Linked DNA regions of Mus musculus: regions 2, 3 and 4 are each linked to region 1. A link is a contact called in public HiChIP or PLAC-seq and promoter capture Hi-C data. All regions are on one chromosome and are shown on one strand. The core of a region is the stretch at or near the end of the contact, and the rest is flanking DNA. Distances in the headings are between cores, read along the strand shown. Region 1 holds the start of Zfp553 (zinc finger protein 553). Region 2 holds the start of Tmem219 (transmembrane protein 219). Region 3 holds the start of Kctd13 (potassium channel tetramerisation domain containing 13). Region 4 holds the start of Sez6l2 (seizure related 6 homolog like 2).

What was found. HiChIP or PLAC-seq counts read pairs in DNA pulled down with a chosen protein or histone mark. Capture Hi-C pulls out chosen DNA fragments and counts their contacts.
Region 2: an H3K27ac HiChIP or PLAC-seq map of acute myeloid leukemia shows a contact between it and region 1, with 2.3 times the contacts expected there. The contact joins the promoter of Tmem219 here to the promoter of Zfp553 in region 1. A contact is called at or near these places in 7 of 39 promoter capture datasets (the 3T3-L1 cell line, the SN4741 cell line, embryonic stem cells and 3 more), 1 of 484 Hi-C or Micro-C datasets (bone marrow-derived macrophages), 10 of 115 datasets of contacts at active chromatin or transcription factors (the 230-238 cell line, acute myeloid leukemia, astrocytes and 5 more) and 4 of 9 other capture datasets (adipose tissue, liver, macrophages and 1 more).
Region 3: a contact with region 1 is called in a promoter capture Hi-C map of adipose tissue, with 3 times the contacts expected there. The contact joins the promoter of Kctd13 here to the promoter of Zfp553 in region 1. A contact is called at or near these places in 1 of 39 promoter capture datasets (maxillary cranial neural crest), 1 of 484 Hi-C or Micro-C datasets (bone marrow-derived macrophages), 5 of 115 datasets of contacts at active chromatin or transcription factors (astrocytes, bone marrow-derived macrophages, embryonic stem cells and 1 more) and 3 of 9 other capture datasets (adipose tissue, liver and pancreatic islet).
Region 4: a contact with region 1 is called in a promoter capture Hi-C map of adipose tissue, with 3 times the contacts expected there. The contact joins the promoter of Sez6l2 here to the promoter of Zfp553 in region 1. A contact is called at or near these places in 8 of 39 promoter capture datasets (the 3T3-L1 cell line, embryonic stem cells, hippocampal neurons and 4 more), 4 of 484 Hi-C or Micro-C datasets (bone marrow-derived macrophages, cerebral cortex, embryonic stem cells and 1 more), 2 of 115 datasets of contacts at active chromatin or transcription factors (embryonic stem cells and large pre-B cells) and 4 of 9 other capture datasets (adipose tissue, liver, macrophages and 1 more).

What each region holds. Positions count from the first base shown.
Region 1 is chr7:127,228,515-127,235,539 of GRCm38.p6, forward strand. Zfp553 (zinc finger protein 553) reads left to right here and starts at 4,547. Exons shown (of 2, transcript NM_146201.2): 1 at 4,547-4,972; 2 at 6,750-7,025. The coding sequence starts at 6,761. It overlaps Gm4532 (predicted gene 4532), which reads right to left and starts at 4,616. Exons shown (of 1, transcript NR_030674.1): 1 at 3,904-4,616. It also overlaps a transcript of Septin1 not described here.
Region 2 is chr7:126,895,491-126,902,515 of GRCm38.p6, forward strand. Tmem219 (transmembrane protein 219) reads right to left here and starts at 2,788. Exons shown (of 6, transcript NM_026827.1): 1 at 2,734-2,788; 2 at 1,536-1,737; 3 at 1,259-1,448. The coding sequence starts at 1,700.
Region 3 is chr7:126,924,961-126,931,985 of GRCm38.p6, forward strand. It overlaps Kctd13 (potassium channel tetramerisation domain containing 13), which reads left to right and starts at 3,919. Exons shown (of 6, transcript NM_172747.2): 1 at 3,919-4,338; 2 at 5,673-5,842. The coding sequence starts at 4,095. It also overlaps a transcript of Tmem219 not described here.
Region 4 is chr7:126,947,986-126,955,010 of GRCm38.p6, forward strand. It overlaps Sez6l2 (seizure related 6 homolog like 2), which reads left to right and starts at 2,550. Exons shown (of 18, transcript NM_144926.5): 1 at 2,550-3,131; 2 at 4,015-4,146; 3 at 4,789-5,088; 4 at 5,400-5,539; 5 at 5,730-5,931. The coding sequence starts at 3,053. Asphd1 (aspartate beta-hydroxylase domain containing 1) reads right to left here and starts at 1,174. Exons shown (of 3, transcript NM_001347657.2): 1 at 286-1,174. The coding sequence starts at 1,144.

The DNA.
Region 1 (7,025 bases), core at 3,297-5,796:
CTTTGTGTAGACCAGGCTTAGAGATCTACGTGCCTCTGACTCCCAAGTGCTAGGATTAAAGTGTGCTCCACCACTACTCAACTTTTTTTTTTTTTTTTTCTGAGACAGAGTTTCTCTGTATAGCCCTGGCTGTCCTGGAACTCACTTTCTAGACCAGGCTGGCCTCAAACTCAGAAATCTGCCTGCCTCTGCCTCCCAAGTGCTGGAATTAAAGGCGTGCGCCACTCATGTATATGAGTACACCATTGCTCTCTTTAGACACGCCAGAAGAGGGCATCAGATCCCATTACAGATGGTTGTGAGCCACCACGTGGTTGCAGGGACTTTAACTCAGAAGAGCAGTCAGTGCTCTTTTGTTTTTTTTAGTTTTGGGTTTTGTTTTTGGAGACAGGGTTTCTCTCTGTAGCCCTGGCTGGCATGGAACTCCTTCTATGGCCTTGGACTAAGAGCTCCACCTGCCTCTGTCTTCTGAGATTAAGGGCATGTACCACTACTGTCTATCCCAAGTATGGAAGTTGGGGAGGAGGTGGTGGTGGTAGGGGAACAGCACAGGAGGACAACTTGTCAGAACCAGCTCTCTGCTGCCACCATGTGGGAGTCTCAGGGACCAAATTCAGGTTGTCTGACTTGGCTCATCTTGTTGCCCACAATGATGCATTTTTATGGTGAAAGTGTTCCTGTTTGCTGTATTATCTACATCTCCTACCAAATGCTTTGGGCTGAATGGTATTTTTTTTTCTATGTGTTTGTGTGCACTCACCTGTGCAGGTACATGACCAAACCACAGTGCAGATACATAATGAAGCCACAAATAAACGTGGATGTCTTCCTCATTTTTTTTTTAACCCTGCATTGGTGTTTTGCCTGCATGTATGCCTACACAAGGCTGTCAGAGATCCTATGGAACTGGAGTTACAGTTGTGGCTGCCAAGTGGATGCTGGGACTTGAACCCCAGGTCCTTTGGGAGAATGCTGAGCCATCACTCCGGCTCCTTCCTCTAATCATGCTTACCTTACGTTTTGAGACAGGGTCTCTCCCTGAACAGGAGAATGCGGTTTTCATTAGGCTGCCTGGTCAGTTGAGCCTCCAGCATCTGGCAGCTGCCTGCTCTCTCTCCCAACACTTGGGCTATAGATGTGCGACTGCTACAGGTTTAACATGGTTGCTGGGGGCCTAAACTCAGGCCATAATGTTTAAGCAGCAGGCCCTTTACCTGGGGAACCATCTTCACCGTCTAGGGTAACAGTTTGAAAAATTTCAAACTTCGATCACACCCAATTCCAAATCTGTCATTAGAGCTTGGGGATTCAACTGAATTGGCTCAGGATTTGCCGTGGTTAAAGAGTCCCAAGTCAGGCCTTTGGAGACTCTGGATGCCAGGAGTAAGACCAACCGCCTGGCCTCAGAACCAACTAAGTGCCTAAGGATCTGTGGTCTAGAGCACTGGCGTAAGGATGGAGTCTGGAAGCCAGTCTGCCTGAAATCCTTTTGCTTGTTATTGTGAGACAGGGCTTCTCTGTGTGGGGGTGGGGTGTTCCTATAGCTCCAAGAGGAAGCAGAGAGCCGAAGCTGAGGGACTACAGGCTGGAAGGAGAGATAGCCTAGAGTGCAGGGGGAAAGGGGACTAGTACATCAGTAGAAAGATCCAGATGGATGCAGCAGGCCAGAGCTGAGGGAAGGTTGTTGCCCAATGGTGAGCGCCCAAGGGCATAGCAGGCTCCAGGTTCGAGAGAGGCATTTATGGTATAGACCAGAAGTAGACTGGTTAAAGTTAAGGGAGAAAGAAACAAGTAGGAACTCCAGCAAGGGAGGGTTCCAATGTCACAGAAGCCACAAGGGTGTGGAGACGCTGCAGGACTAAGCAGGCAGGCTCCTACATAAAGCAAGGAAACCTGCAAAATCTAGGACTAGGAAGGCATAAAGAGCGAGCAGGTAGCTCTGAGCAGAATGGAAAAGGGCGATGTCCATGTGAGCGTAGCAGGCTAGAGTCATAGCAGGCTGTGGGAGCCAGAGAGCGGAGCCCACAAGGTGGGCACAGCAGGGAGGGAAGCAACAGCTGAAGAGTCAGACTACAGACCCAACAACTGTAATTTAGAGACGGGACATTTACACAGTGTTGGGAAAACTAGACAAAAACGAACTGAGCTTGGAGCAGAGAACAGAGAAATAGGGAGAGAATCTCTTTTCCACTCCCCTCGATTGCTGGCAGTGTAGACTAAGATCTAGGATGCCACTAGTTGGCCACATTTGGACTGACTAAGGGATACTGAGGCCAAATTTGATTGCAAAAGCCAATACGTTTGGAGTCCTTCAGTTCAGATGCCAGGTAAAGAGGGGTCGGGTGTTCTGCAAGAAGCATCCCAAAGGGAGCCAGGAGGTACAAAAAGCTATTCCCATGGGTGAGGAAGAGGAAGAGGTCCTAGGCCTGAAGATCAGTGTCACCAGGATCCAGGGAAGGCTGAACTGGAAGGCACAGCTGAATGTGGGACAAGGGTTAAAACCCTGAGGAGACTGGTACCAGGGCCTTTGAGGGAACCCAAAAGGCAGAAACAGAGCTCAGAAATAAAGCCTAACCCAAAGGGATAGGGTCCAAAGCCCGGTGGGAACTTCTGCCTCCAAGAACACCAGAGATCTGGTGAAGCATTTACACCAACCAAGGGGGAGCATTTATCAAGCCATCAGTGGGCCAGGTGGGTCTGTTGCAGGTAGAACTGGTGGGTAGGGTCCCAGAGTGGCTTTAACCCCCAAAAGGGGAAAGCAGGCACCAGGATATTCATGTTAGGGCGGGTTTGTATCGAAAGTTGACCTTGGTGGCTGGGGCCAAGGAATTTGCAGAGAACACACCACACAATTGACCTATAATAATGCAATAAATGTTAAGAGATTTATTGGGGGGGCACAAAAGGCTGATTCAGAGCAGGAGAGAGAGAGAGAGAGAGAGAGAGAGAGAGAGAGAGAGAGAGAGAGAGAACGAACCATTGATGGCATGGGCTTTATAAAGGGTATGGCAGCTGGTGATGATATAGCTGCTGGGGCTGGATTGCTGAAGGCAGGTGAGGGCACACCTGGTTCTGGAATGTGGGCAGCTCCTAACACATGTCCCACCTGTGACCTCAACTACAAATAGTACCATACAGAATGTTCCAGAAAACAGCAACCACGTCCTTGTTCCAAAAAGTTACAGCCATCTTGCAAGCCTACATTTGTCTCAAAAGATCACTGTAACCACCTGTTGTTATGAACGCCTTGTAACTGTTCTGCTCTGTAACTCCACCTATTTGCCTGCCAAATCCCCAGTTTGGACCCCCCCAACCCCCTCGAGCTATAAAACCCTTATTTTTCCCTAGTTCAATACTGACCTTTGAATCCATCTTAGGGGCAGGCATCTCGTGTAGAAGAGTAACAAAGCTTGCTTTAATTGGGCATGATAATTTGGGTCAGTGGTCTTTCTCCTCCCTGCTTTGGGATTAACAGGACCAACCAATTTTTTTTTTTAAGTTAGTTAGAATTTTTAAAATTTGGGGGGCACATTGCACCAGTGCATGTGGAGGTCACAGGACAACGTGCACTCTCCTTTCCACCACACAGGTTCCCTGGAGAGAACTCAGGTTGTCAAGCTTGCGGACAATCCCCTTTTCCCACTGAGGCATGCCACTGGCCCAGTTCTCCACGCCTTGTATGATTTTTTTTAAAAAAACTGACCGCACTCTAGCCGGGCGTGGTGGCGCACGCCTTTAATCCCAGCACTCGGGAGGCAGAGGCAGGTGGATTTCTGAGTTTGAGGCCAGCCTGGTCTACAAAGTGAGTTCCAGGACAGCCAGGGCTATACAGAGAAACCCGGTCTCGAAAAAACAAAACAAAAAACCCCACAAAAACTGACCGCACTCAAGGGACAGACGATGCATGGTTTAACTTTATCTCTAACTTCTGCTTTATTGACAAATCTAATATAATACAAATAACATTATGTACTGCTAAAACATAACGAATTAATAAAAACCCCGTTAGCACTCGCTTTAGTGGCAGGACGGAAGCCTCTGGGTACTCACCTCTATAAAGGAAAACCTGCCTACAACATAAGATGCCGGGGTTATGCTTCTAGGGCCTGGATCCTTTGGAACGTGACTCCAGCAAGATGGAGGCAGGGTTTATTCTTCAGTCCCTCCCTGGGCTTGGCCTTTGCAAAGCCTTTCTTTGTTTTTCTACCTTTGTCTCCGCCTGTCGTCCTTTGTTCTGTCTCCCGCCCGTTTCTCTCCAGGCTCTCCGCCTCTTAGGGCCCCTGATTCCATTAGGGTGACTTGACGGTTCTTATCTGTTTCTACATCTCTTTGTCTCTGGTACCCAGTCTCTAGGTCCTGTCCCCGAGCATCGTCTCTCGCCGACAGTGCCCCGACTCGTGACTCTCAGGCTAGAACTTGGCAGGCTCCAGCTCGACCTGCCTGCCCCGGCCCAGCCCCCACTCCGAGCTGGGCTTTGTTTCCCCCGCCTCGGCGCCCCGCCCCGCCCGCCGGCTCTCTGTTTCCCTTTGTCTGCCACTCCATTCCTGGGCTCCTTCCTGGTTGTCCCGCGCGGGCAGTCCGGCTCCGCCGTGCCAGCTGTCCATCCGAGGAGGCACGCCGCTAGCGCCGCAGGGCACGGCTAGAACTGGTCCACGCCGCCGCCGCCGCCGCCGAGCCCGCGGCTCCTCCGGGTCCTAGAGCAGCTCGCCGAGGCCCGTGCTTCCGCTTCCCGTCCCGCCCAGCGGCGCCCGGGACGTGGGCCGAGCCCCCTCCTGGCGTGGCGTGGAGCCCGTACCCGTGCGGCTGGCTGCTGGGTTCCTGTTGTACCGAGGGGAACGGGGCGGCAGGTGCCCTCGGACTCACCGGGGCCGCGTCCCGGTCGTGGGCCGACGGTGCAGCGCGCTGCACAGCCCTGGGGCGCCGAGCTTCGCGGTACAGAGGACTTGAAAGCGGCTGAGAGCCATCGGTACAGGTGAGGGCGGCGGTCCGCATCGCACAGGAAGGTAATGGATGCTTGGGGACCCAGGGCCCAGGAAAGTCGGACGTGGGCGAAGGGGCAGCAAAATCCGAAGGGAAGAAGCCAACACCTACTGTGTGCCAGGCCGTGAGGGGCATCCTCCCTAACGCTCTCCCCTCCCCCTTCACTCAGCCCTACTGCAGGCCTCCAGGCTCAATTGTAATCTCTGGTGCTCTTTCTCTGCATGCGTTCTGCTGTAAATCCAGCTCTAATACTGGCTGCCTTCTCAAAACCTTCCCTGGCTTTCTTATTTTTATTAATTTAAAAGCTCTAGTGTTAAGTACAGACCTTGCGTGCTCAGAGTAGTCTCAGTATCCTTTTCCAAATAACCGCGTTCCTTTCCGTTGTTTTTGCTGCAGAGTAATGCCGGTCCTTGACTTATCTCTTGCCTCTTGTGGCAGCAGGTTTATTCCGAACCCGCAGTTACAATCATTGCTACTTTGTTTTTTCTCTCCTACACCCCATATCTGTTTATCTGTAGGGAAGTAAGTTTATACAAGATCGTAGAAGTTACCAGGATAGAGCCAATGGAGTGGAGAATTCAGATCCAGTCTGGGCAGTACAGTAAGACAGTCTCAAAAACTGGAGGAAAAAAAAGAAAAAAAAAAAACCCACAGAAATTCGATCAAAAGACCATATACTAGGTTTTCTAAATTGAAATACTGTAATATAACACAGGCTTGAGTAGATAGTTAGAAACTCGGCCCAGGGTAGGGTTTCCTCCAAGTAGGAAACACTTCTCTCAAACCCGATGGCATTCAGTGCTGGGATGATTTATGGGACCGCAGAGAGGGGCTTGGAAAGTTTTCTACTAACTTTCTTTCTTTCTTTTTTTTGGGGGGGGGGGTTCCTGTGTAGCCCTGGCTATCCTGGAACTCACTCTGTAGACTAGGCTGTCCTCGAACTCAGAAATCCCCCTGCCTCTGCCTCCCAAGTGCTGGGATTAAAGGCTTGCACCACCACACCGGGCTTCTACTAACTTTCATGTGGTGGTGGCACATGCCTTTAATCCTAGCACTCAGAAGTCAGAGGAATGATAGAGACACCTCCGTGAGTTTCAGGTCATCCTGGTCTAAAGAGTGCGCTCCAAGACAGACTCACTGCACAAAGAAACCCTGCTTTGAAAACAAAAGAAAGAAAAAAAATTGCTTTAATTCTCTTTGTTTCCATGGGGGTAAACCAAAGAGACTAATATTACCAATAGGATTGTGAAAGTCTTGTATTGTTAGAAGGCCCCTGTATTGTTTAGTTTAGTGATCATTGATTAAATGCATAGCAAGCAGGGGTAATGGTGCACTTACTATCCCAGGACTTGGGAGGCTAAGAACACTTTGTTTTGAGACAAGTTGTTACTTATGTAGCTGACCTTGAAGTCAGATCCACTTGCCTCTGCCTTCCCAGCTTGTGTTTAAAAGCATGTGCCACCATGCCCATCAGGGCTGAAAGTTCAAGGCCAGCCTGGGCAAGTTATCAAAACCCCTGTCTCAGCTAAGGATTGCGGCACAGTAGTACTTATAATTAGTGAGAGGCAGATAATTAGTGCTCCCTAAGTTCAGTAGAGAGGGAGAACATTCAGAGATTGTGCCTCATTAAAGATGTTTTACTGGGAGAGTTACCGGGGGTTACCCCCAGGGGTAGAGGCCCTGGGTTCCATTCCGGGAGCCATAAAAGGAAAGATGAGGTTGAGCCAAAGGGTGAGATTTATAATTCTGTTTTCTTTCTCTAATTGTAGGGACTGAGACTATGGAGGCTTCTCCGGGGGATGAGTTTGAACACTCACCACAAGAGAGGGATGGCCCAGAGATCAAGGAAGAGGAACAGTTAGCCCCAACTCTCCAAGTAGGAAACACTTCTCTCAAACCCGATGGCATTCAGTGCTGGGATGATTTATGGGACCGCAGAGAGGGGCTTGGAAAGCGACAGCCTCGAGACCCAGTCCCCCGGATTCTGGGAGAACCCCGGTGGGGACAGGGCAGTAATGACCGAGCTGCTGTGTGTGGTGAGTGTG
Region 2 (7,025 bases), core at 1,538-4,037, 330 kb before region 1:
GATTTACCAGAGAGTTATCCTATATTCCACGCGTGACTATATTCTCAATAGTACTAAAATTTATGTTCACACAAAAACGAGTGTTAAGAACAACATAATTTCTTTTTGGATTTCTTTTCCTTTTGGGGGAGACAGGGTCTTATTATGTAGACTTGGCTGGCCTGAAGCTCGATATGTAGATTAGACACCCACCTTTGCCTCCCTAGTGCTGGGATTAAAGGTATGAGCGCCAGACCAGGCTGAAACAGTGTCATTTCTAATGATCCAAAATGGAAACAAACTAAATGTCAATCAAATGATAAACAGATACATAAAAATGTAGAGTACTCACCCAAGAATAGTATTCAACAATAAAAAGAAATGAAATAATGCTACTACATGATGAACCATAAAAATCTTATCTCAAGTCAAAGAAGCCTGTCACAAAGGAATGCATATGGTAGCAATGTCCAAAATAGGCAAATTAACAGAGAGAGAAAGCAGATTTGTTTGTGAGGCCTGGGAACCTGGAGAGAAGAGGTACAGAAAAGCTATGGTTTAGCTCCACTTAGATTAGATAGATAGATAGATAGATAGATAGATAGATAGATAGATAGATAAAATATATATGGATTTCAGGGTGGTTCCACAGTTGGGTAAACAGACTAAAAGTGGGCTGGAGAGTTGGGGCAGCGGCTAAGAGCACTGACTGCTCTTCCAAAAGTTCAAATCCCATCAATCACATGATGGCTCACAACCATCTGTAATGAGATCTGATGCCTTCTTCTGGGGTGTCTGAAGATGGCTACAGTGTACTTACATATAATAAATAAATCTAAAAAAATAGACCAAAAGTAACTTAGTTGTATACTTTAAATGAGTGATATACATTTTGGAGGTGGTTTCAGATCTTGACATGTAGTCCGGGATGACCTGGAACTCACTCTATAACCCAGGAAGGCTGGCATGCTTGCACTCTCTCTTCGTATCTATCTAACTTTCTATGCCTAATGGGGCAGGGCCTTGCTTTTAAACCTGAGGCCTCTTGGTATATTTTAGGACAGAGTTGAAGAAACTTGGAACCAGAACAGCAAAGCCAAAACACAGAACCTATATTGCGGACAGCATTCATTGTAAGTATCTCATCCTATCTAACCTGTGTCATAGCAAAAGTCACTAAGGTGTACGGATGTGTCCAAGTTAGCAGTCTGGTGAAGTCAGAAGTCAAGCCCAACCCTAAATGTCGTGACATTGGACCGCCATTTTCCCCAGGTCTCACCTGTCAATCCTATCTGACTACCATGGATCTTGGCTTGGAATGTTTGGGTTTTGTTTCTGTCTGGACCATCTCCGAAGTTCAAAGTGGTCAGTAAGCCGACGACGTGAGGCCCTTGCCACGTCCCTGTGACTGTCTCATTCATGGGGCACAGACTTAGCTGGCCAAAAGATCTCAAGAAGGAAACCCAATCCTGCGTGCAAAAAGGAGAGTGACAGAGAGGTGAGAAGAGCAGCAGGGGCGGGTATATACCACAAGGGTGAGCACCCCGGGTACTTACCTGGGGAATGTCAGGGCTACGGAGGCCAGTTGTGTGGGTGAGGAGGAAGCCACCAAGGCCCAGGCCAGAAAGGCCAAGGAGCAGCAGGATCAAAGTGGCACAGACCAAAGGTGGGTGATGAGCCAGACAGAGATGCAAGTTGTGCCCTGCCTGGCAGCTGCCCATGGGGAGCAGAGGGGTCTGGGCCTCCGTGGGGTGCCTGCTGGAGGACAGTAAGGGAGAACTAGACAAGAGCCTGCTGGTCAGAAGGCACTCACCCATGCTATACAAAGATAACCTAAGGTTAGAAGACAATGAATTTGCTCAAGGCCACGCAGAAAGTGACAGAGCCAGGACCAAAATCCAAGATTCTGAACTCCAAAAGTTCACCTCCTTACAGCACTTAAAAAAAAAAAAAGCTTTCTTTCGTTTCTGAAATATCCAAAGGAGAAGCAGGGAAGAGCATTCTGTACTAGCAAAAGAGATGTGAAACGAATTCTCAGCTGGAGAAAGAGGAAGCAGTTGATCTGGGGTGAGGCTTTGGCAGCCAAGTCACAATCCAGACCGGAAGTGTCTGGGTTCAGTTTCCAGTTTGGAGTTAAGCTAACTAGCCAGGTAGGAATGGACGGCGCTCACACATGCAACCAAGCCAGTTGGTTGTCTGTGAGGTTAGGATGTCCTGAAAGGGAGTTCTAAGAGCACCAAGTAATGAGGATTCGACTGGGCAGCTGTTTGCTCAGTACTTGGCCATGCAGGAATTCAACAGACGTCCATCTCCTTTCTTTCTATTGGTGTCATACTGATCCTTAAGGCCAGAAGCCAGTAGAATACTGAAGCTCAGGGACTCAGAAGTGGTAGGGCTACGGTCTAAAATCCATCTCCAATTTCCGAGTACCCTATTCCAGGCAAGAAGCGATAGACTGATGAAAATAAGCATCTGGAAGGCAGGAGATCATTATAAGGTGTGAGGGGGACAGCGTGGGAAAGTGTGGAAGCCACTGGGAAACACAGGTGTCACATATGCTCGGCCCCGGCGTGGCTCCACGTCCCGGCATTTCTGCAAGGGGGAGGGGAGGAGGAGGGAGGGCAGAGCCTGAGGGGCAGTAGCGGCTGGTGCATCTGGACCTCCCGTCCTCCCCAAAGCCCCTCCAGAAGGATCTCGACACCCGCATCCCTTCCCGATCAAGCGGCGTCAGATCCGTTCGCCACTAGCTCTCACCGCTTGCAGCCCAGCAGAGGCCGGCGCCCCGTGACGTCATGGGTGGCTTGGCGGAGAGGCGGGGCCTTGCTCGCGCGTGCACGCTCCGGCCCCGCCCCAGTCCATTCAGACGCGCATGCGCGGTGACCACGGTTGGAAAGGTTGCTGGCTACTCCCTGGCCTAGTTCCGGCCGAACCAAAAGAAAAGTCACCCAATGGGCCAAGTGGAGGGAGTAACTTGGGAGTAGGTGATAAAACTAGCAACAGCCGAGGGAGGCCGTGCTAGCCGTTTTGGACATCTCAGGGTCTCCCTCCTGAGAGAGCACAGGAGGGTCAGAACCTCACCCAGGCTTCTGGGAAGGACTTGGGGGTCCTCTGGGATGGATGGGACTTTACTCTTCCCCTCTGTGTGTAGTGTATAGGTTTTGCTCTTCTCTGCCCTCTCAAATACTTACGGTCTACACACCTTGCCCTTGGACTTTGGCTCTTTTCTTGAGAGGTCCCTAAGTGCCCAGGACCCTAGAGTTGCAAGGCTGTTCAAAGGGGAACATCTCGTCTCACTCTGTTAGCCTTTTAGAGGGAATATCATCTTACCTGAAACAACATAAGGCACGGAGCCAGGAACTCGGGCTCATCCTCACTCTGGTGATGCAGTCCTGTAACCCCAGCAGTTAGGAGGTGGAGGCCTGAGCATCAGGAGTTCGAAGCCAGCCTGGGATCCCTCCAAAACCAAACAACAACAAAATGAATAAATCTAATTCTGCAAAAGCCATAATAACCCTGTTGTCCTGGGGATAAAACTGTCCCCTTTACAGAAGAACATTTGTTTTGGTTTAGGGTAGGGCAGGGTCTTACTGTGCAGATGACATGGAACTCACTTATGTAGACCAAAGTGTCTTTGAACACAGAGATCCACCAGCCTCTGCCTCCTGTGTGCTGGGATTAATAGTGTGGAACATGGTTCTCTAAAGAAAAACATTTGTACCTCCGGTTTTAGTTCATAACAGTTCTCAAAAAATGTAAATAAAGCAAAAAAAAAAAAGCAAAATGAGGTATCATTCATATCTGTTAGTGTAGCTACCAACAAGAGATCAGAAACTAGCGAGTGTTGGTAAATATGTGGACAAATTGAAACTTCAGCTGAACATTGTTGGTAGGAACATACACTGGTACCGTTATGGGGAAGAATTTGACTTTTCCAAAAAAGGAAAATCAACAGAAATAGTATTGCCATGTGGTTATAATTCTACTTCTGGATATAAAATTGCTGCCCAAATTTGAAACAATGTCTCTGTGAGACTTTGTATACCCATTGTACTGGCTGGTTTTGTGTCAACTTGACACAGACTGGAGTTATCACAGAGAAAGGAGCTTCAGTCTCCATGAGATCCAACTGTAAGGCATTTTCTCAATTAGTGATCAAGGGCGAAAGGCCCCTTGATCAAGGGTGCTATCCCTGGGCTGGTAGTCTTGAATTCTATAAGAAAGCAGGCTGAGCAAGCCAGGGGAAGCAAGCCAGTAAAGAACATCCCTCCGTGGCCTCTGCATCAGCTCCTGCTTCTTGACCTGCTTGAGTTCCAGTCCTAACTTCCTTTGGTGATGAACAGCAATGTGGAAGTGTAAGCAGAATAAACCCTTTCCTCCCCAAGTGCTTCTTGGTCATGATGTTTGTGCAGGAACAGAACCCTGACTATGACACCCGTATTCCTAGGAAGATTATTCACCCCTGACTACGACACCCATATTCCTAGGATGATTATTCACCCCTAACTACGACACTCATATTCCTAGGAAGATTATTCACCCTTGACTGACTACAACAGCCATATTCCTAGGAAGATTATTCACCCCTGACTACGACACCCGTATTCCTAGGAAGATTATTCACCCCTGACTACGACACCCGTATTCCTAGGAAGATTATTCACCCCTGACTACGACACCCGTATTCCTAGGAAGATTATTCACCCCTGACTACGACACCCGTATTCCTAGGAAGATTATTCACCCCTGACTACGACACCCGTATTCCTAGGAAGATTATTCACCCCTGACTACGACACCCGTATTCCTAGGAAGATTATTCACCCCTGACTACGACACCCGTATTCCTAGGAAGATTATTCACCCCTGACTACGACACCCGTATTCCTAGGAAGATTATTCACCCCTGACTACGACACCCGTATTCCTAGGAAGATTATTCACCCCTGACTATGACACCCGTATTCCTAGGATTATTCACAAGAGCCAGAGTGAAACTTCCCTAGAGCAGAAGAATGGCTAATCCAAATGTGAGTCACTCAACATATGAGGGAATATTACTCAACTCTGAAGAGGAAGGGAAGCCATGTACGGTGTTGCATGTCCATGTCTCTAGCATCCATGAAGTAGAGGCAGCAGGACAAGGAATTTAGGGGCCACCATCTTTGGCTACATATTGGGGCATTTTATGCTGAGTGAAATGTAAAATGTATCAGTCACCAAGAGACAGCAGCAAATGATTCCAAGTATATGAAACAAGACAATAGTGTGTGATCCCAGGCATCTGAGATGCACGAGGTAACAGCATATGATCCAGTAACATGATGTGTACAGGACAATAGCAAATGGCTCTCCTGTATGAGATGCAGAAGGTAAGCAAGGGAATTACTCTAACTCCGTGAGATACGTAAGACAGTAATGAATGATTCCAACTACAGGAAATGCAGAGCACCCAAATGTGTGTCACCAAAACGTGAGGTGCAGAAAACAATGGCATGGGATTCCACTTACGTGAGACCCTCAAGACAATAGCAACTATCTATACAAGATGATCCCACGTCCATGAGAGCCTCAAGACAATGGCATGTAAGTCCATCATCATAATATTCACCATAAATTGCGTGTGATTCCACCTGTACATGATAAATAACACAATAGTGAAGGATTCCACCTATATAAGCTAGACAAGACGATAGCATACGATTCCTCTAATTTTTGATGTGAAGGATAATTGCTTATGATTACACCAACCTGAGATGCACAAGACAGTAAGCAAATGATTCCACATATATAATATACATAAAACAATAGCATACGCTCCCAACTTTGTGGGATGTATAAGACAACTGTACATTGACTCCACTGAGAGGCCTGTGACATGCATGTCCCATGAGATGCATGAGACAACTGCATATGAATGCACATGTACAAGATAAGCAAGAATAATAACAAATTATCCCATCAGTACATGCGTGATGCAAAAGATAAATGTAAATGACATCACTCATATGAGGTGCACAAGACAGCAGTGAATGATCCCGTAGATGTGTGATACACAAAACGTTAGCTTATGGGTCCCCTCTGTGAGATGAACAAAAACAGAGCAGACAATTTCACCTCTATGAGAAGCACAGGCTAATAAGTGAGTGGTTCCATCTATACAAGATGCACAAGGCAATAACAGGGTTCCACTAGATGATGTGTACAGGGGAATAGCTAATGATTCTGACTACATGAAGAGAACAAGATGATTGCATCCCACCATGAGATGGAGAAAAGGGAGAGTATAGGCTTCTACCAACATGAGATGCTCAAGACAATAAGAAATGATTCATTCTGTATGAGATACACAAGAGGACAGCATGTATAAGAGATGTTTAAGGCATTAACGATTCCACTCTATGAGATGCACAAGAAAATAGTGTATGATTTCCCTGACAGGAGATGCACAAGATAATAATGTATGGCTCCACTTACGTGAGATGATCAGCCCTATAGTGAATGATTCTACTTTTTGAGCTGCACAAGATAACAACTGATACCAAGACAAGAGCATAAGATGCCATCTGTACATGACCCCAAAGCCAATCCCGGTGGTGGATAATGCATGCCTCTAATCTCAGCATTGGAGAGGCAGAGGCAGGCAGACCTCTGAGTTTGAGGCAACTACAGAGTGAGTTCCAGGACAGTCTGGACTACATAGAGAAAACCTGTCTTGGGGGGGTGGGTGGGGAAGAGCGAAAAGACAATAGCAACTTATTTCAACTATGTGAGATTCACAAGACTGTAGCCAATGATTCAAATTATCTGACCTACACAAAACAGAAGTGTATGATTTCATTGACTGTGTTGCAAAAGACCATAGTGCATGATACGCATATATGAGACAAGGAAGACTAAGTAGAAAATTATTCCACCGATATGAGATGCACAGAGAACTAATGAATGACATCCCCTACATTAGACCACGAGATAATCGTGTCTGATGCTACCTCTGTGTCACTTTGCGAGATGAATGAAACAGTAGAATTTGATTCTATAGACATGTC
Region 3 (7,025 bases), core at 2,669-5,168, 300 kb before region 1:
GGGGGGGTGAGTTTTGGATCACCCTTTCCAGTAGCATCATCCCTATTCAGAGAAGTTTATCCCATGTGGTGTGCATGATAAGGGACTCAGTCATCCCTGCTGGGAGACAGCAAGAGTAGCCTATTGACCCATTTTAGAAATTTCTGGGCATCATTTTCATGAAAACGTGGCCCACTGGAAAAAAAGGTCACTAAAAATATCTGAAGACAACCACCAATAACATCCATGTCTATAAAGTAGAAGGAAAGGAAAAAGCCTACAAGCAGGACCAACTAGGGTATAGGTCACATTGGGTGGGGGTCTAGGGATCACGCATCACAAAAGGCATGGGCAATTTTTCATCTCTTGCAGTGGGCAGATTCTGTGAGGGAAGTTACAGCTTTCTCACTTGGTGACTTAGAAGTTAGGCTCAGTATGGCATCCCTGGAACCCTAGCGATTAGGAGGACTAACCTGGGCATGGAAGCGCCTGCTTTTAAGCCCAGTGCTTGGGAAGCACAGGCAAGCAGTTCTCTGTGAGCTCCAGGACAGACTGGTTTACAGTGAAACCCCGACTTACACAGCAAGAATGCGTGTGTGCGTGTGTGTGTGTGTGTGTGGTGTGTGTGGTGTGTGTGTGTGTGTGTGGTGTGTGTGTGTGGTGTGTGGTGTGTGTGTGTATGTGTGTGTGTGTGTGTGTGGTGTGTGTGTGTGGTGTGTGTGTGTGGTGTGTGTGTGTGTGGTGTGTGTGTGTGTGTGGTGTGTGTGTGGTGTGTGTGTGGTGTGTGTGTGGTGTGTATGTGGTGTGTGTGTGGTGTGTGTGTGTGTGTGTGTGTGTGTGAGAGATGTGTGTGTGGTGTGTGTGTATGTGGTATGTGTGTGGTGTGTGTGTGTGTGTGGTGTGTGTGTGTGTGTGTGTGTGTGTGTGTGTGTGATGTGTGTGTGGTGTGTGTGTGGTGTGTGTGGTGTGGTGTGTGTGTGTGTGTGTGGGGTGTGTGTGTGTGTGTGTGTATGTGTGTGTTGTAAGGGGGGCACTGGGAAACAGTCTCCTATAGAGAGCCCAGATGTTATATTAGTTTCTGTTCCTGACAGGCTAGGATTTACTTACTCAGTTACTGTTTATTTTTCTGAGACAGGGTTTCTCTGCACAGTCATGAATGTCCTGGAACTTGCTGGATCTAAAGGTGTGTACCACCACACCAAGCTCAGGGATAGATTTATTAGTAGCGTTACAACTGTCTAAGCAGAAGCAGTTTTGTTCAGGTTCAATTGTTACAGGACCAAAGCTTAGAATTAATTTTGTAAAAAAAAAAAAAAAAAAAAAAAAAGCCTTAAGGATGGACCTATGGAAGATGTCTTAGTTACAGTTTTATTGCTCTGGAAGAACATCCAGTGTGCTTTATATCTGAGCCATCTCTTCAGCCCCAGGAAGTGGAAATAATTGTTACTGGTTATCATAGTCATTGTTATGCTGGCTAGGGATGTAGCTTAGTTTAGAGTGCTTGCCTGGCACGCACAGATCCCTGGATTTGATAACCAGAACCACATTGGCTGGGTGTGGTAGCCTGCGTCTGTTCTGTTACTTAGATGAGGGGTAGGAGTCTCTCAAATTTGAAGCTGGTTTGGCATACACAAACCAACCGACTTCCCCCTCAATCTTATCTACAAGATGAAAGGAATGAATCAGGGCTAACTCCCTGTGTAAAGCACAGGGGTCTCAGACCTTCAGCAGCCTGCAGAGTCAAGAAGGCAGTTCAACTCAACAGGACCCCAGTAGCCAGTGTTGGTTCAAATTTGGAAAGTCTGACCCCCAACTAGTTTATTTTATCCATATTTAAGCACATCACAACTTGGTGAAAACTTATTCTGGTAATAATTAACTCGAATTTGAGTTAAAAACAAAACAAAACAAAACAAAAAACATACCAAAATCTCTTTGAGGAACAAAGAAAACTAAATACAGGTCAGATGTAACTCCATCAAAACTCTGTAAATTACATAAAGATAGCTTTTAAAGACTGTCTGGGGCTGGTGAGATGGCTCAGTGGGTAAGAGCACCCGACTGCTCTTCCGAAGGTCAGGAGTTCAAATCCCAGCAACCACATGGTGGCTCACAACCATCCGTAACGAGATCTGACTCCTTCTTCTGGAGTGTCTGAAGACAGCTACAGTGTACTTACATATAATAAATAAATACATCTTAAAAAAAAAAAAGACTGTCTGTGGAAGACAAATTTACAACTCTCTTTAGGTGCTGGAAGTCTCTTGCCAAACAGAGAGCCAAGGTCACCAGGTTAGTTAACGGCTGGTTCCAGCCTTCTGCAAGGTATAGCATTTCTTCCCTTGAAGGAACAACTTTCTGTGCTTAACATTACAGATTCCCCAAGTGTTTATCTGTGAGTGCAAGGACCCCTCCCCCATGCCTCCTACAGTAAAGAATTAGCATTTGTAGGAGAGAGTTATATTCGGTCATTTTGTGTTCAGATATGATTATGGAATATGCTTCTTATCCACCAGAGTGTGAATTTGCCTGAAATTGGTGTTTTGTAAAACTGAGCTGACCAAGCCACTGCCACAGCCTCGCTATGGGTGCTAGGCCAGTCCTGGCAACAGCAAGGCTTCAGGGAGGAGAGCAAGTTCCAGTCAAGAATTACCTTCTCACTGCTCCACCTGGTAGGGAGAGCAGGCTTGGCAATCCCTCTTGGCAGAACACAAGTTTCTTCAGTGCCGGACACATTTCTTGATAACATCTTCTAACAGCCACTTTGCTTCTCCACACTGCTACCTCTCCAGAGCCAACACTAGATTTGTACCCCTGACTGAGCAGCAAAAGAACCAACCAGACCCAGAGAGAGGAGCTTTGCCCAGATCTTCCAGTCAGCTGGTGACAGAGTTGGAGAAGAGAAACTGGAACTCTCTCCCGACACAGGGGTTTTCTATGTAGACTAGGGTTGGACTTGAACTCAGAGAGCCACCTGCTTCTGTCTCCTGAGTGCTGGGATTAAAGGTGTGAGCCAACACTGCCTGGTTTGACTTTGCTTAAACATCCAAGACAAAACCCCTTCCAGACGTTAGGGCAGGCTGTTAAATACCTCAGCTATCACCTCTTGTTCACAATGCCCTATACCTTCTTCTCTTTTGGGGTTCCTTGGAAGGTCTCATGACAGCTGGGATTCTAAGACCTTCACTAGCTTGTCCAGTCTTATTCTTGTAATCGCCACGTTCCTGCCTAATGGTTCTCCTTTTGCTTTGAGATAGGTAAGACTGTATAGGCCAGGATCCCCTGGAGCTCATAATCTCTCTGCCTCAGCCTCCAGGGCTAAAATTAGTTATATGTAATTCAGGTCTCTATCCTTTTCCCTTCAGGGAACTCTTTGCACCCGCCTTCTAACCTGTGAGTCCCCTGGAAACCCTATGGCCTCATTGGAGAACTTTCTTTTTTCTTTTTTTTTTTTTTTTTTTTGTTTTGGTTTTTGGTTTTTTCGAGACAGGGTTCCTCTGTTTAGCCCTGGCTGTCCTGGAACTCACTTTGTAGACCAGGCTGGCCTCGAACTCAGAAATCTGCCTGCCTCTGCCTCCCGAGTGCTGGGATTAGAGGTGTGTGCCACCACGCGCGGTGAACTTTCATTTTGTTGACGGTTCTTCTAACAGTCTGTCAAGTGCACTGAGCTGGGCTAGGAAAACTATACTCAACCTTCAGCCTCTGCGCTTGTTTCTTTTTACGCGAATGAAGCGCTGCTGAAATCGTCACGGGTTGCGGTATTCTCCATCCACATGAACAAGGGGGCAAAGGATCCTTTAGACGTTTTCTCAGAACACCACACCCCCCAACCCGCAGGCTGGACTGCAACGGCGCCACCGACTGCGCACGCCCCGGTTCTTGGCTCCGCCCCCGAGACGCGGCCCTCGGCCTGGCCGCGCCTGCGCAGCTCCGCGCGCCGGCTTCCGGGTGGAGAGAGCGCGCGATGGGGCGGCTGGTGGACGTCGCGGAGTAGCTGTGGAGAGTGGGCGTGTGCGCCGAGCGGCCGGGCGCCGGCGCTGGAGTCGCGGGATCTCAGGGAACCGGACCGGGGCGCAGAGAGGGCCTCCGACTGCCACCCGCGTCCGCTCACTGGCATGTCGGCCGAGGCCTCGGGCCCGGCGCCGGCTGCGGCCGAATGCTTGGAGTCCCCTAGCCCCTCGAGTGTGGAGCCTGGCTCCCCCTCGTACAGTCTGAAGCCCCTCACCCCGAACAGCAAGTATGTGAAGCTGAACGTGGGCGGCTCGCTGCATTACACCACGCTGCGCACCCTCACGGGGCAGGACACCATGCTCAAGGCCATGTTCAGCGGCCGCGTTGAAGTGCTCACAGACGCGGGAGGTATGCGTGCCGCCGGTACACGTGCTGCCCTCCAGCTCCCAGTTCATTCCAGGCTCCCTAGTCCCATCTTATCTTTTCCTAATTCAGAATCTCTCTCTTTCCCCAATCCTTTACTTCCAGCAGTAACATCTGCCAAGCGCTCCATTGCCGATTATCTGCTCTTCTTCCCTTAGTTCAAACAGCCAAGGAACCAGGTCTACTGCAAGCAGTACCCCTCAAACAACCTTTATCACTTACTTCCCACTGCCCAGCCTTTTGTTTGCCTCTCTGCGGTAGAACCGCCCCAGGTAGCCTCGAGAACGGAAAGATTTGGTCTGTCTCTAATACAAGTGCCCAGTGCCCGCACTCTAGGAATCATCCATGAATGCGAAGTGAAGGGCGCAGCTTTTCTTGACAGGTGAACCTTAACCTTCTCGGGAGTGTTGCCTTAAATTTGGGACTCACTTATTGTAGAATAGCTTTAAGGGGAAGGGCTTAACATAGATAAAAGCAAACACTTAGGAGGTGAAGTTCGGCTTTCAAATACCGAAGATGAAAATTCACTTATTTGATTAGTATTGTGATGCGTCAGTTACTGCTAGAGAAAGTTTGGTAAAGGGAAATGATGAATCTTGGGGAGTTAGCCCCACACCCCGCAGGGAGTTGGGGAGGGCATGGAGTAGGAATGACCAGTAAGCAAGAAAATCTCATGTAATCACAGTAATTCTTGGTATTCCAAGTAATGTTACTACTTCATCGTTGTGAACCGGAGGATTGAAGTGGGCATTTTTCATTAAATTAGATGGTTAAAATGAATACAAGGGGTTACATTTATTGATAAGGTAATTTGGTAAGAATCTCCCCCATGGTGAGCTGGGCCTGGTGCCTCCTGCCTATACTGCTAACACTCAGTTTGGGTTACATAATGAGATCCTGACTTTAAAACAACGTTCCCACGGTGAGAGCCTTCTGACTGCCCAGCAGATTTGGGAGGGATCTGTTCCGTGGCAGGTGTGTGTATGATACACTGGAGATGTTTGAAACAGTTTTTGAACATGGCAGAGGTCTGAAACAGGTAAGTATTAGGTTTTCTTGTTGTCGTTCTTGTTGCCTCCCTGTCCCCACAGGGTTTTTTTCATGTCACCTTGGCTGCTGGAACTCACTCTGTAGACCACCAGGCTGGCCGCAAACTCAAGAGATCCACCTGCCTCTGCCTTCCAGATACTGAGATTAAAGGGGTGTGGCGCCAGGCATATATAGGTTTTCCTATGGCGTTGGAATCAGTTTCTAACAATGTATTAGCCCCAGTGCCTCCAGCAAGCCATCCTTCCTTTTGCCTTTTCCCACCCCACCAGGTTGGGTGCTGATTGACCGGAGTGGCCGCCACTTTGGCACAATTCTCAACTACCTGCGGGACGGGTCGGTGCCACTGCCTGAGAGTGCCAGAGAACTCGGGGAGCTGCTAGGTGAAGCCCGATACTACCTGGTCCAGGGCCTGATTGAAGACTGTCAGCTGGCGCTGCAGGTGAGAGCCCCTCCCCCACCCCCCCTTCTGGGTCCCTGTCCTTCTATCCAATAGGTAGCTATTACTACAGAAGAGAGATGTGGCCTAAAGAGCCTGGCTTAGACTTGACATAACCCCTAGGCTTTTGATATTTGGGGGCACAGTCCTCGGCAACATCCCCACTGCTTAAAGCAGGGTCTCAATACTCTCTGGTGTCCAGACTGTCGCCATTAAAAATGCCTGCTCTGGGAAGTGGGTGAAGGGGCTGAAGAGATGGCTTAGGAGTTTTAAAGCACTGGCTGCTCTTCCAGAGGTTCTGAGTTCAATTTCCAACAACCACATAGTAGCTCACAACAATCTATAATTCAATTTGATTTCTTCTTCTGGTGTGTGTGAAGACATAGCGTATGTGTTTACATACATAAAATCATAAATGCCTGATCTGTGCTTGTAGCTGTTCCTGTTCAGTTAGTACTATCACCTGAGTGACATTCCCACACAACCCCAGCCCATTTTCCCCTTTGCTCAAAAGCCTTAAACTCTCTAGGCCAGTAGGGGTCTCAAGTTATATAATTTAAGTTTTTGATTTCTTGTTACATTTATGTGTGTGTGCTACTGCAGTAGAGTTTTCACCATGTACAGTCTGGATACGGAGCACTCACTGGTCATCAAGTTTGGCCACTGAGCCATCTTAGCAGCCTGCTCTCACTTCATCTCAGTTTCAGCTGGAGTGTAATAACCTTGACGATCAGGTTCTGTCCTGGGAGGCAGCACACATGTGCATAAGCACGAGTGCCTGTATGCCAACCCTCGGGGCTTTTTATTTTAGGGTTTTTTTCAACACTGAAACTCTTTCCTCAAAGTGTCATAAAGTGGAGCCATACTCCATCCGCAGGGCTGGGGCTTCCCAGGCCTCCCACCTTGCTGTTGTACTTCTTTGGGTTCTGGGGACCCCATCAGCATCCCCTTTGGATCCAGCCCGGCTCTGCTGTGCTCAGTACCTTTCAGCCAGTCAGTTCCTGTCTCTAGCTTTCTGTTTTCCCGTTCCAAAAGATAAGTAAGAAAAAGAAACACAGTGTAGTAAGCTTTAATCAACTCGTTCAGGGTTACTGTAGTAACACAGTAGTAGATTGTAAGTTGTGGTATATTGAATGCCAGTTGTAAGTTCACTGGAGTCTGAACTGCTTTTCTCTCAGGGAATGCT
Region 4 (7,025 bases), core at 1,300-3,799, 280 kb before region 1:
TTTTTACAATTTAAAATTCATTTTCTGGGTATTTCCTCTTCAGGGCAAGTAACACTGACCACTTACATTTCAGTGAGAATTTCTTTTAAGTTAAAAGGGGGGAGGGTGGCTGGTGGTTGGAGACAAAGAGTCAGCGTGGGACACTGTGTAAGCCACCACTGACTGGATAGATGCATAAAAACAGAACTCAGATCTGGTTGGGGAAGATTCTGAGAAAAGAACCAAAGTGCAGAAAGAGGTAGTAAAGTAGGAAAGATGGAAGGTTTGTAGACAGGCTATACTCACCCAGATGGCATCTAACCCGAGCATTGGTGGGTCCACAGCGGCCCTCAAGCCGGGCCCCAGGCAGTAGAACGGAAAAGCCAGCATTGCCGAAGGTATTGGCACTCATGAAGCTCCGTAGCCCCCTCAGTGCCCGATAGGCTCCTGGGCACCGCCGGCAGTTGCTGGGTTGGCATCGGCCTGCTTGGTACAGCAGGAGCTGGTAGCACCCAGGGGCCAGGGGTGGGGACCAGCCCCGAGGCAGAGGAGTAGTTCCTGAGAAGTCCCAGCTCACAGCCCCGAAGTCCCGCAAAATGGCGGGAAAGCTGCTCTGTAGGAGCTCCACGTCATGCCTCTGGGCATCACGTGGTACAAAGGGGGACGAAGGCAGGTCTGGTAGAAAAAGTAAGCCAGGGCGCTGAATGCCCATGACCCCTGCCCCTCCTGTGAGGCCAGAGCCTCCCTGAGCTGCCCGCCTCACCCTACCCATCCCAGCCCAGGAGTAACGCCTGGCATAGGCCCGAAGCCGCCTGCTCACTAGACCTTCTGCCCTGGGTCCTTCTCCAGAATCCCCAAGGCCCCTTGGGCCAGTCTGAGAACATACATCAGGCATACCACTAACACCCCCAGCTCGGCTCCCGGTCCCCAGGGCCTGCATGTCTTGGGAACCCAGTCGGTAGCAATACCAAAGGAACAGAGAAGTGAGGGCTCCGAGGAGCATAGTAAGGGCTGAGGAGCCTAGAGGCAGTGGCCATGGAAACATGATAGGCAAAGAGGCCCTGGCTAAGTGGCAAGCTGCATCTTGCAGACCCCAGCTCCCTGGTACCCCCAGTTCTCCACCTGACCCCTCGATGACTGCTTCCTGATTCCCTCCCTTCCACATCCCCACTCCTGTTCACTCCTCCTACAGGCCCCCCAACAAACCTTCCCCTCACTTCCCTCTTTCTTTCTCCCCTTCCTTTTCTATTTGTCTCCACTCGGAGATCACTCTTGTTCTCTCTTCCTTCTGTGGTTCCTCTCTCCTTTCCCCTTCCCGCAGTCTCCTCTTCCTTTCCTCTCTCCACCCTCAGTCTCCCAGTCTCAGCTGGTTTCTCCTCCCTCCACTCCAGCCCCCCTTTCCTTATCGACCCCTTCTTTTTCTTCTAGCTTCCCCTGACAACAGCGGTTCCTACTCCACCTGGCCCGCAGCCCCACTCTATAGCGGCTCTTTCTCTTTCCTCTCTCCTTGACCTGTCTTCTCCCTCGAAAGGGTCGGGTCTGTCCTCTCCGATTCCCGACCTCCTACACACCCCTTCTTGGGCGCCCACTCACCCTGACGTCACTCCTTCCCGCAACCCTCTCTGTTTAGCTACCCAGGACCCCTCCCAGAGGCAGCCGCAGCCCAGCCCTGCAAGGGGGGTGGGGGGAGACTTCTCTCTGGATTTGCCGCTCCAGACCCCCTCCCCCAGCCCTGACCGAGCGCCACGTGGGGTACAGGGACACAGTGCCAACCTCTAGCCGCCCCGCAATGCGAAAAGAAGGGCAGGGCAGACTCGGGGGCGGGGCGAGAGCCCTGACCCGCTCGTGAGGCCGGTGCTCTGGAACTGCGAGTCCGGCCGTGGGCCTGCGGGTCCCTGGAGAGGTCGGCCTGTGACTCCCCTTTCCCCTGGCTTGGCTACGCCAGAGCCAGCACAGAGCAAGACGCGGGTTCGCGAAAGCGGCTTCAGCCAATCAGTGGCTTCAAGGCCGCCCGTGCAGGCGGGGCCGGGAGCTGTCCTCGCGCCCAGGTGCTGAAAGGGCACTCGCTTGCTCAGTGGCAGAGCCAGTAGATCACGGGTGGTAGCCGCTAGGCTGCAGGTCTCTGTCAGGTCGCCTGCTAGAGAAGGGAGTCTCAACACATACCCATCAGGCTCCTTACAAACCTGGATACTCCCCATTTTCCTGCGGGAGGGGCGAGCCCATCCCACCTGAGCTTCCATAAAGGGCATAGTGAAGGCCCGCGGGGAGGTCCGGGTGTGGACAGAGGACATACTGGACAGGCCAGGAAGACGTGAACCAAGCTGTGCCTACTCTTGACACCTTAGGAAGACCAGGTGCAGATACCAGATGTTCTGGAATGGCGCCGGGAGGGAACCTAATTACTACTGGGACCAGAGTTTCCTTCCTCTCCCCTAGGGGCCTCGGGAAGTGCAGTCCTGGCTCGGCATCCCTCCTTCCTCCATCTGCACTTCCTCCTCCTCCCTCGTCAGAGAATAAATCCCAGGCCCCTCCTTTCACCCGTCCCCAGGATCTGACGTGGGCTTGACACCTTTCTCAGCTTCTCCCTCCCGCAGCTCCAGTGGCCGAGCTTCAGCTTCCCTGGTTCCGCAACCCTTTCCCTCTTCCTCTCCGAGATAAGCCCCGGTTGAACCTCATAAGGGCCCTCTGGATCCTCAAGCCCACCCTGGACCCTCGGAAGCTGCCTTTCCCCTCCCACTTTCCCCGGCTATCTATCTATCCATCCCGATGGGCCCAAGCTCCCGAACAAGGGGATAACCTTCGGCCCTCTCGGCCCCACCCCCCGCAGCGGGAGCCGCGCCCCCCTTTGCCATAGATCGCAGAGCAAAGGATAAAGATTGAGCAAAAGGGGGCGGACTCCAAGCAACCTCTAGGCCAATTCTGCTTCTCCATCCCAAAGGAAGAAAATTTGCCTTCCTTTGCCGACCCTTAGCAGGAAAGCAAAATTAAAGGAAAAGATAAAAGGACGCAGAGGGAAAGTGACAGCGAGATTATTCAGAAGAGCCACAGAGGAGAGAAATTAGTGTGAGTCGCCATGGGGACTCCCAAGGCCCAGCACCCGCCGCCTTCCCAGCTGCTGCTCCTAATTCTGCTGAGCTGTGCCTGGATTGAGGGTAAGGACATGTGGGGGTGGGCCCTGGGAAGGTTCTCGCGGGTCTTCTACCTTCTTTCTCTGAAGATATTGAGTCTTCCGAGCTTGTGGGGGAGGGGAGGGGCACAGTTGACTGGGAAGGGGCAAGCCAAGGCTCTTTGACTGTTACACGGAGCCCTTGAACTCCTAATTTTAAGGAGATAGAGAAATGAATAAGAAGAGCATTTAGTTGTATCTTAGGGGTTAAAATTCGGGAAGAAGAGCTGAGGGAAGTTGGGTGGATTTCTGCGGAGGCGGTAGAAGCAGGCAGGGTACCTGGGTGGGAGATGGAGGTACTGGGAGAGATGCCAGGCGCTGTACACACAAATGTTCTTGGACATATGGACAAAGGCAGATGAACACAATCAGGGATATTCAATCCCTGACTCTACTCTGATCCCCAACCAGAGTCTAGAGAAGGCACAGAGGCTGCAAAGACTGCAGAGAGAGAGAGAGAGAGAGAGAGAGAGAGAGAGAGAGAGAGAGAGAGAGAGAGAGTCTGCAGAGGCAAAAACCCTGAGAGAAAGCTGGCACTGCGGAAGCAGTCTGGGAGATGCTGTCAGACTCTCCTCAGAGTTTAGGGATCAGGGGAGTATTTCACTGGGGAGGAATAGAAAGCAGTCCCAAAGCACACCCTGCTAGAGCTGTCCAGGGTTAGTACTAATTAAGGTTCTCACTGAAGGCCCAGAGACCAGGAGCTGGAACTCAGTGAGGGAGAGGGCAGATTGGAGCCACTCCTCTGATCTTGGCTCTCAACCCAGCCTGGGACTCCCTGAGTGTCCGATAAGATGTGCTCTGGGGAGCATCTCTCCAGATAAGGACAGGATGTAGAGGAATGGAGAGGTTCACAGGACTTCACCTCCTAGGTCTGCCCCTGAAGGAGGATGAGATGATGCCAGAGCCTGGAAGTGAGACTCCCACAGTGGCCTCTGAGGACCTGGCTGAGCTGCTCCATGGGGCTTTGCTGCGGAAGGGCCCAGAGATCGGCTTCTTGCCGGGTGAGGCCCACAGTGTGGCATAGGAGTAGAGAGAGAGGCTATGTCGCTGAGAGCTGGAGTGCCTGGCTAGAGGGAAGGCGGGTTAGAGAGAGTTCTGTGGGAGAGACCCCCTAGGAAGCTGAGAAAGAGTCAAAGCTGGCCCTCGACAGAACCAGAGACAGGGACAAAATGAGGAACAGTCAAGAGGTCATGTATACAGAGAGAAAAATGTGAATTCAGACAACCAGAGTCACAAAAATGGCGAGACAGAGAGAGATATAAAACCAGATCATAAAACTAGGATCATAAAACCAGAGAGCAATAAGAATGCTAAGCATAAAAAAGCTCCAGAGAGAGCTAAACAGAGAGGAGAGAGAGAGAGAGAGAGAGAGAGAGAGAGAGAGAGAGAGAGAGAGAGAAGGCAGGAGTGAGAGCCAGAACTGGGGGTGGGGAGAGGCTCAAGGGGGCCGTTAAGACGGTGGTGAAAAAGAAAAAGGGAGTTTTAGCTACAAAATCTTGAGAGAATGTGGGGAGCCTGTGTGGGTAGGGGAAATGGAGCCTGTACCCTGTGGGGAGGCTTTGGGGTGTTTATTCTAAGCTGTTCCCCACCCCCATGGGCCAATTTGCTGCTCCTGTGTGCTGACTACCCTTAAACTATCTCAGGATCTGACCCAGACCCCACACTAGCCACCCCTCCAGCCGGCCAGACTCTTGCAGCACCTTCCCTGCCACGTGCCACTGAGCCAGGGACAGGGCCTCTGACGACAGCTGTCACCCCCAAGGGAGTCAGGGGGGCAGGCCCCACCGCGCCAGAGCTGCTGACCCCACCCCCTGGAACTACAGCCCCGCCCCCGCCTGGCCCCGCCTCCCCAGTCCCACCCCTCAGGCCTGAGGGAGGAGAGGAGGAAACCACCACCACCATCATCACCACAACAACTGTCACCACCACTGTCACCAGCCCAGGTGAGGTGATGGAAAGGGCATAGATGCTCCTGTGTGGGACTGGCTGAGGGAAAGCTGCTTGGATCACGTGGAAGGAGATTTAGGTACAGGTCAGAGAGGGGTAATGACACAGGCCAGCGTTAAGGTCCAAGGGCTGTTCTGTGGGCTTCCATCCATATTGTAGTTGGGGAAGGAAAGTCTCAGGTGAGGTAGAAAGGGTGCACAGGATAACGATGGTGAAGGGTGGTGGGGATACAGGCGAGCCCTGAAGATGCTCGGCGGGGAGGGCATCACGCAGGACCTCTCAGTCCCAGCTGCTTACATCTCTTTAGTTCTGTGCAATAACAACATCTCGGAGGGCGAAGGGTTTGTGGAGTCTCCGGACTTGGGGAGCACTGCCAGCCGCTCCGTGGAGCTCCTAGATTGCACCTACAGCATCCATGTCTACCCTGGTTATGGCATTGAGATTCAGGTACTTTTCTGTGGTGCCTATTGAGTGTGACTGAACCTGGCCTGGGAATTGGTGAACCTTTTTTCTGAATTAGATGATCTCAAAAGACTTCTGCAACCTGGGTGGTTTACTGGAGGGTTGGGGCTTAGGCTGTCATGTAACCCCTCCCCCTTCTGACATCCCCTGGCCTCCGTGTATCTGGCTTCTCTAGGTGCAGACACTCAACCTGTCTCAGGAGGAAGAACTTCTGGTGTTGGCCGGTGGGGGTTCTCCAGGCCTGGCCCCCAGACTCCTGGCCAATTCCTCCATGCTGGGAGAAGGACAAGTGCTGCGGAGCCCAACAAACCGGCTGCTCCTGCATTTCCAGAGTCCTCGAGTCCCAAGGGGCAATGGCTTCAGGATTCACTATCAGGGTGAGGAGTCTGAAGTGCCAGTAGAGGGACAAGAGCCACCTAGGGTACAGAAGACATCTCAGGGTCCCTCTGACTCAGGGTTCTGAGAGAATCTTCCTCCTGCTTGGGACCCTCTGGGGAGTGGGACCCTCAGAAGACAATCATGCACATTTGCTCACCCATTCCTGGGTCTGCAAATGCAAGTAGCAAATTCACTTATTCCACGCAGTGACTTTTTACTGAGTACCTACTTCATACCAGGCTCTGTGTTTGCCTTGGGAAAAACAATAAATTAGCCCACTATAAGTCTGTCTTTAAGGAGCTGAGGATCTGGGTGGAAACAGATAGTAATTGGAATGGTGATGTCCGTCAGGTAAGGCCTATGATGGAGGAGACTCAGGCCAGGGGAGCAAGAATCAGAGAGACCAGTATTTCTCTAAGGAATAGAGGAATGGCTTCTTGAAAGAGCTGGTGACTAAGAAGGGACCTACAGGATGAGCTGGCCAGGGAAAGGGTGGGAGGAAGAAAGGGAAAGAAGCAACTGGAATGGATAGGAAGAATATATTCCGAGTCCCAGAGAGGAGAGAAAATGGAGCCCTTAGAAAGGTGGAAGGTAGGGTTGTCTGTATTGTGTGACCCAGGGCAGTTTATTTCACCTTTCTGTGTCTCGTGGCTCCGACTGAAAAGGGGAAATTAGAATACTTACCGTGGCTGTGACTAGGCTGATCAGAGGAGTTAGTACCTGTGGAGTATTGAAAACAGGGTCTGGAGCACAGTAAAACCCTCAGTCAATGTCAGTCAGTGCCCCCATGGCCAGAGCAGAGAAGGCAGGGAATGGAGAGTGACTGGAAAGAGCACCCTGGGAAGCAGGCAGACAGGGGCTCAGGGAGCTTTAATCTGCAGATTCGAGGCAGACAGCTCGAGCAGGTTTGCAGTTTTGGCAACTCCTTCTGACTTCCAGGTCAGTACAGGGAGTGTCTCATGCATCCACACGTGGATGAGCTACACATGTGATTGATGCTAGCCTCTGTGTGTGTGTGTGTGTGTCTGTGTGTGTGTCTGTGTGTGTGTGTGTGTCTGTGTGTGTGTGTGTGTGTCTGTGTGTGTGTGTCTGT